2 separate regions of the Zea mays genome follow, and region 2 is linked to region 1. Evidence: chromatin contacts called from public Hi-C data. All regions are on one chromosome and are shown on one strand. Each heading gives the region's core, a stretch centred on a gene start, on an enhancer-like site or on the middle of the called end of the contact. The rest is flanking DNA. Distances are from core to core; before and after follow the strand shown. Region 1 holds the start of LOC100384654. Region 2 holds the start of LOC103636001 (DEAD-box ATP-dependent RNA helicase 40).

What was found. A called contact is a pair of places that touch in the nucleus more often than the background predicts.
Region 2: a Hi-C map of leaf shows a contact between it and region 1, with 2.7 times the contacts expected there. The contact joins the promoter of LOC103636001 here to the promoter of LOC100384654 in region 1. A contact is called at or near these places in 4 of 25 Hi-C or Micro-C datasets (leaf and tassel).

What each region holds. Positions count from the first base shown.
Region 1 is chr8:140,331,423-140,334,773 of Zm-B73-REFERENCE-NAM-5.0, forward strand. It overlaps LOC100384654, which reads right to left and starts at 1,725. Exons shown (of 13, transcript NM_001177139.1): 1 at 1,715-1,725; 2 at 1,552-1,612; 3 at 1,327-1,447; 4 at 1,130-1,230. The coding sequence starts at 1,442.
Region 2 is chr8:140,589,929-140,593,693 of Zm-B73-REFERENCE-NAM-5.0, forward strand. LOC103636001 (DEAD-box ATP-dependent RNA helicase 40) reads right to left here and starts at 2,359. Exons shown (of 7, transcript XM_008658360.3): 1 at 1,728-2,359; 2 at 1,550-1,618; 3 at 466-735; 4 at 1-227. The coding sequence starts at 2,135.

The DNA.
Region 1 (3,351 bases), core at 475-2,974:
GGAGAATGCAAGACACAAGCAGATTGGGGAAGAGATCGAAGCTGGTATGAGTGGGAAGGAGGATAACCAGAGACTTGCTGACAGCCGGATGAACCTGCCAGCGTGTCTCAAAGGTAACCTCCCCCTTTTCTGGGAGAGATTTATTCCTTTTCCTGATCCTAATACAAAATATAGCTTCTCTCTTATAGACTGAGAGTGCCTGAATGGATAAACTCTAAGGATTTGTTAACAGATCCAATCTAAATGGATAAACTCTGCAGCTACTGAATGAGTAAACTCTAAAGATCCTAACAGATCTAAACCGGATAGATAAATCCCTGCAACTAAAGGTGCTAACAAACTCTAACTGAAACAAACTAAAAATCTACGAAAGTAATTATCTTATCATAGAAAGCAATGTTGTCGACACTCCTCTTCACTTTAGCTCTTGTCCCTGTTGCCTACGCCTCTGATATACCTTTCCCACAAAAGCATCTCTATCATGATGTTTAGCATGTCCTTATTTGAGTATCATATAGTATTAAGACACTATCACAGATTCTACCTGATATTTAGTATGTACTTATTTGCAAACACTCTTCCAATCCTCTCTCCAAATCAACATACATGTGTCATTTAGAACATTTATCTGATGTATATGGTGAAAATTTGACATATATTTATGTTAAAATGTTGGCATTTTCAATATAGTTTCTATGAAAATATAGCATTTCAAACAAAAGGTGGTTAATATATTGACTTGAAATGCACTTTCCATACTGAATCTAATAACGCTTTATGTTATCAGTGTATTTTTTTATAGATTAACGGTGAAGTTAAAAATATGTTTGACATAAGAACTGCTAAAACTAAAAATTGGAGAGACTAGATCTTATCATGTCATAAAATTTAATTTACACAAGGTTCTTGGTATGTTGGGAATGGCCCTGCTTCAACATATATTAAGGATGTCAAATAGCTTGATTTCAAGCCCAGGCCCATGTTTAACATCCCTCTTCCCTCAAACCGTGCATCACAAACTTGCAATTTAAGAGAATAGTACATATTTACCAACATTTAGTTCCAATGCATCCAAGGCTAATATGATAGTAAAGGGCATAGTTAGCACAAGAACAAAAGTAAATCTTGCCTTCAGAAGGATGCTCAAACCCGCAATCCTGAATGGCGCGAAGAAGCTCTGGCTTGAGCAGGAAGTCTCTGAACCCCGAGCTGTGGATCCCTACGTACCCCCTGTCAACACACAACACACAACGCGAAACCCCAATAGTTCAGATCAGACTACTCAACCACGAAATCTAGCAACAAAAGCTCTCCTATGGAACGTACTTCTTGACGACATCTGAGGAGCCGTTGGTGGGGGCGCCATCAATGACATTCTCCACCTCCTCCTCATAGTCGACTAGGTCCTCCTCGTACACCTCGTTGTCCTTCGCCTCACCCATACTTGCTGCAACAGTCAGCAACACCACGAACGAATGCATATGAGCATCACGGTGCATACAGACGATGCGAACCGCCGAAACAGCCGCAGAAGAGCATCAAAACGCTCACCTCGAGAGTCGAGATCTCGGGAGAAAAGGGAAGTGAACCGGTCGGTCCGCGGCGGAATCGACTGCAGAGAGAAGCGTCAAGCACGGCGATAATAAGAGGATGACGTGTGTTAGATTTTGGATCTAGGGTTCGTGGAGGATGAGAGAAAGCTAGGGTTTGGAACCTCGGGGCGGATTCGATCGCGAGTCGATTGACAAGGAAAGTGAGGGGTGCGTGCGAGACGAGACGAGACGAGGACGCGCCGGGTGGAGTCTGCTTCAATAGTAGCCCTGAACGTATAAACAAATTAAAATATACAGGGCCTAAACAATAAAACAGGAGTCTTATTTTAATGAAATTCATCTTACCGTCTTACGGTCCAGACTCATGAATACCATATTTGAGACCCAGAAAGTATCCACTCTATACTTTGTGTGTTGAACTGTTGATCACGCGAAATTTCGTTGGTGGTCTTCTTTCTCACTTCCACTCCATCTACTGGCAATCCGGTTGCACGCCCCCACCCGTCCCCTCCAACCTCCCTCCCAATTTGGCGCACGCACGTGCCCGTTCCCTCCATCTTCTGCTTCACGATTCGCCCACATGCCTCCGCTTAGATTTCGCGTTGTGGTTCTCGACGCCGGATCTGCTTGGTGCTCCCCTAGAAGCATGATGCTCCTCTCCATCCTCCCACATCCCCTGGTGTGTCTCTCTGTTCTCGTCTGGTGAATCTGCTTGGTGCTCCACGGGTACATTTTGTGTGGATGAACATAGTATTTGTGTTGAAAGAACAAGAAGTTGTTTGTGTATGTGTGAGTGAGCTTATTATCTATCTATGTGTAACAACCATGTTGTTGTTTCTGTGATGTAAGAACAAGAAGTTTTTGTGAAGAACGAGCCATTTGTGTGAATTGAGAACGGGAAGTTTGTGTATATGTATTGAGTTGCCCTAGTTTCTGCAAAGTAAGAAAATTGTGGGTTGTTCTCCTATAGTAGTCTGTTTTCTTATAGTTATCTATCATCGGTTATTTTTGTGGTGTCATATGCAAACTGGTAAGGCTAAATCATGTCCTGAATCTGTGTCTGCTTTCTTATTGCTATACCTGAATCATGTCCTAAGAAAAATGTTAGATCTTGCCCATTGACTGCCATCGAATCATGTGAGATCATGTGCATCTTTCCATTTAGTAACAAAAAGTTCCATATGCTTATTTATTTGCTTCGGCCACAATAAGTTATTTAGTTTAGGATGTTGCAATGTCCTTCAGTTTTTTAGGCCACATAATATGAGGTGCATCATTTATTTCGGCTTCTAAATCATTAGCTTCAGCACAACAATTTTTTAGTACCTCATTTGCTTCGGCCACTGAAATCGTGTTTCAGTACAACAATGTCAATGTTTAAGTACAACATTTGATTTGGCTACTGAAACTGTTACATCACAAGTTGTATAAACTGAAACAGGAAGTTGTATAAACTATAACAGAAAGTAAGAGATGAATGCATGGAACCCAATTACTGAATAAACCGACACTGAAACTTGGGCGAGGCACACCGCACGCACGCCTGGCATGGGCGACTTGGGGGGCCTTCGACGATTGTTGGATGACTAACAGAAATAGGCCGGTGGTTCCAACATAAACCTAGTTTAAGGCTCAATGGTTGGAAACGGACCTTCAATTTGGGCCCTAAACAAATTGAGTATGTAGCTAAATTGAAATATAGGGCCCAATTATTGGGCTCATGATTGAGTTGCTCTAAGGCGAGTGGAGTTCCGAGAGTCGTGGATGGCTGGATTGGAGAGGGAAGGTGTTGTATCCG
Region 2 (3,765 bases), core at 1,109-3,608, 260 kb after region 1:
GTTTGCCGACGGTGAGGTATCTCTTTCACTATCTTCCGTATTTGTGGCTCAAAGCCCATGTCCAGCATGCGATCAGCCTCATCCAGAACAAGATATGACACTTGCTTAAGACTTACCCTTCGCATCTCCAAAATGTCATTTAACCTTCCAGGTGTTGCAACAACAACATCAACCCCTCTATCTAAATCTCTCAACTGAGGACCTTTAGGAGCACCACCGTATAGGCACTACAAGCAGATCAAGAACCAAAGGTTAAACAATGAATATATAAACCAGAGATCATGACAGTGAGACAAACATTAGACAGTCACACAGATCAACAAGTACAATATAATAATTCACAATATAACTTCAACACATGGTCAACAGTTTAAACATTCCTCAGAAGGTTTTTTGAATTAATAACCTGGTAAAACATAAAATCGTGACCATTTGTATATTAAAATAGATACAGACAGAACAAACCGTGCAAGAAATTCTAGATGATCTTCCAAATTTCATAGCTTCATCCAGAATCTGCGTTGCAAGTTCCCTTGTTGGGGCCAAAACTAGCACTGTTGGACCATTCCTAGTGCTGTTCTGCAGGCGCTTGATATGCATAAATCCAGGAAGTAGATAACCAAGAGTTTTGCCTGATCCAGTCTTCGCAATAGCTACTACATCTTGATTTTGCATAGCAATTGGCCATGACTGCGCTTGGATAGGTGTTGGGCTTGCAAATCCAGCACGTTGTATCTTCAGAAAGTAAAATGGGGGAATAGCAACAAACAAGGGAAATAAAGACAATGTAAGAATTCATATAAGTGGTTAAATTTGATTAAACATATCCCCTTTGAACTCTTTGTTGCACAAATAAAGACAATGCATGAGGACAATTTAAGGCCATACAAATAAAATGTTCCCGCAATGTGTAGACTTGCGCACACAAGGCGAAGTAGAAAAAGCTCTAACAGAGTCCATGGAGGCTCACTCAGGCATAGACCGTTGATCCACAAGGCCCCTTCCAGCAGCTGCCACCCGATCCTATATATGGATGGGCGTTGACAGCCTGGGCCAGACCTCCATGGGTCAAGCCCCAGAAGAAGCCCATCATCCATGCAAGGAGCCTTTTCCAAGAATTGGACGCAGAGCGACAAATCAGCCACCGTGGGTGCCACGAGTGGGTGGCCCTCCTCCGCTCCATGGGCGGCCCCCCAGGGAGGAAGCGAGCAACCTCGAGCGTTCACCCACCTTGGCAGCTCCATCAGCAAGACCTGCCCTCAGCTCATCTCACTTATAGATTGGCCAAGGGCGCGCGAGGCAGCATACGACATTAGCTCCCCCTCGGAGCAGATATCGCATCTGCCACAGATGGAGATAAGCAGTCGGTACACATAGCCAGCGCTGATTTAGCACAATGAAGCAAATAAAGAGAAACAAGCAGGCAACTGGAGCACATGTGCACGATCCATTTCCCTCGCCATACTTGAAGACCTTGGTCCCTCGCATGCAACTTTGTTAGGGTTAGAATTAGATCATGAGTTATGTGGGTTCACCTATGGAACCATACCTCCTTCAGAATTTCTGATGGGAAGCCACCAGCCTCAAATGAAGTTATTGGAGCCGGCACGTTATCCCCCTGCAAACAGGAAGAGAGACCCATCAACAAGGGACGAAAAGATAACATGATACGAGCTTGAGCTGCGTCTAACATTATAGCAGGAGATGTGGCCGCGTAGAATTCATACCGTGACGGTGATCTCATGGCGGCGTCGGTATGCCTCGGTGGACGGATAGTCGGCGACGGCTATCGGAGCCGGATGGTGGTGGGAAGACGCCGTCTTGGAGGACGCATGCTCGTCGTCACGGTCGCGGTCGCGGCGGTCGCGCCTGGGAGGGGTGCGGGATCGGGATCTGGACCTGTCGCGCCGGTCGCGGCTCCGGGGAGGCGGGGGAGGCAACGGGGGCGGGGGCGGGGGCAGCTGATTCTCAGGGGGCATAGGCCGCTCGTACTGCGTGACGTTCGTCTCCGGGTTCCAGTAGTACAGGTAGCCGGTGGTGCCGTCGACGAGGCCGCGCCACGGCTTGAGCAACGTCAGGTCATCCGGGGCGTACCGCGGGGCCGCGCGCCCGGTTGAGCCACTAGCTCCTGACATCAGAGCTGGCCGGATCTTTGGTCTCCTGCGATGCCTGCTCCGCGGAGGCGGCGAAGGGCGGCCGAGACGAGGGGCTCTGTGGCGGCGACGAGGACGATGCGGGGGTTTGGATTTGTGGTCTTGCCCTGTTTTCTTGCGTTTTTTTTTTAGCTCGAGGAGTTAGGACATGTCCGAGAGACCTTAAACAACGTTCGGAACCATAAAATACAGTTCAACAATGGTCTATTTTATTAAAATTCTAGAGTATGATGTCTCAATTTATAAGGAAGTGTTTGGTTTGTAGATACTAATTTTTAGTCTCTTTATTTTATATTATTTTAGTCTATACATTACAAAGTATAGAAATTAAATTTTTATTTTATTTTTTCATATTTAATAATTTAAGTATTAAAATGGAATTAAATGAATGTACTAAAAATTAGCCCATAAAACCAAACACCTCTAAATATAGTACCCTATATATTCGAGCCATAGTCTTGCTTTCTCTTAATATACAACTATTTATTTCTTAATAACATAATTTATTTTCTAATAGCATTATTTAAGGTCTAACTGTTAAGGTATAAAATTTGAGGCTCTATACACTTTAAAAGTGGTTCTATTTCAATTTTTAGGGCTCTATTTCAGAACTCCTTATTGAAGATGCTCTTAGCATATCTCCAGCACCTTACCCATATCTATACATATATTCAAACTCCACTCTGCGAACAATACAGTCTACAGCGTAGAACAGTGAAAAACAATGCTTTTGAGTAAACTTTGGATAGACTGCTGCAGACGGCCTTAGGGGTGAAAGATACGAACAAATAGTATCCTACAATAACATATTTCAATCGTGTTTGGGATCAGATACAAATAATTAGAAATGGGACGGATACATGTGTTGTGGGCCTTTATCTTCCGAAGGTCCTCAAAAACACGGTTAACCATTTGTTATCAGCATATTGCCAAGTCTTACAGGAGCTTCGGAACCAGAATAGCTTTGACGCGGAACGGTGGAAGCGTAATGAAGGTAGCTTTGTTATGACAACACGGGAAGATGATACAAGGTGTCATCCATGTCGCTGAGGGTAAAAGACAATGTTGTCCCTGTGATATTCGTAAACTTTATGTGTAATCTCTAAGGACATAAATGTAATATCGTACGAAGCTTGTTGGGGGCCTTCGGCTTCCGAAGGTCCTCAAAAACATGATTTAACAATGTCTCTAGAGTATATTGTATGAACAGGGATCTTCGAACAAAGGCCCACGGTGTGAAGAAGCACGGAAACAACACAAAGGATGGAGCAGAGCCGAAGCTGTACGCAAGGGAGCTTCGGCATGATGACAGAAAAGAGGAAACCGACTTAAAAAGGAAAAGACTATTTAGACCCGGATAAATTACTATAGAGTTGTTGTCATAGGCAAAGGGTCTGGATGTAATTTTACATGGGCTGCGACCCGTGCCTATAAATAGATGAACAGTACTCTCGTACTGTTCACGCTGATTTGGCATTCACTTTTGCGTCACGCTTGTATTCTCTTTCCTTCAAGCCGAAGGTACATTTGTAATTCATCATTGTTTACACAAGTAATATAAATGAAAATAGATTAGTAATAATGTTTACAGTAATTATGTTACTTTCTGTAC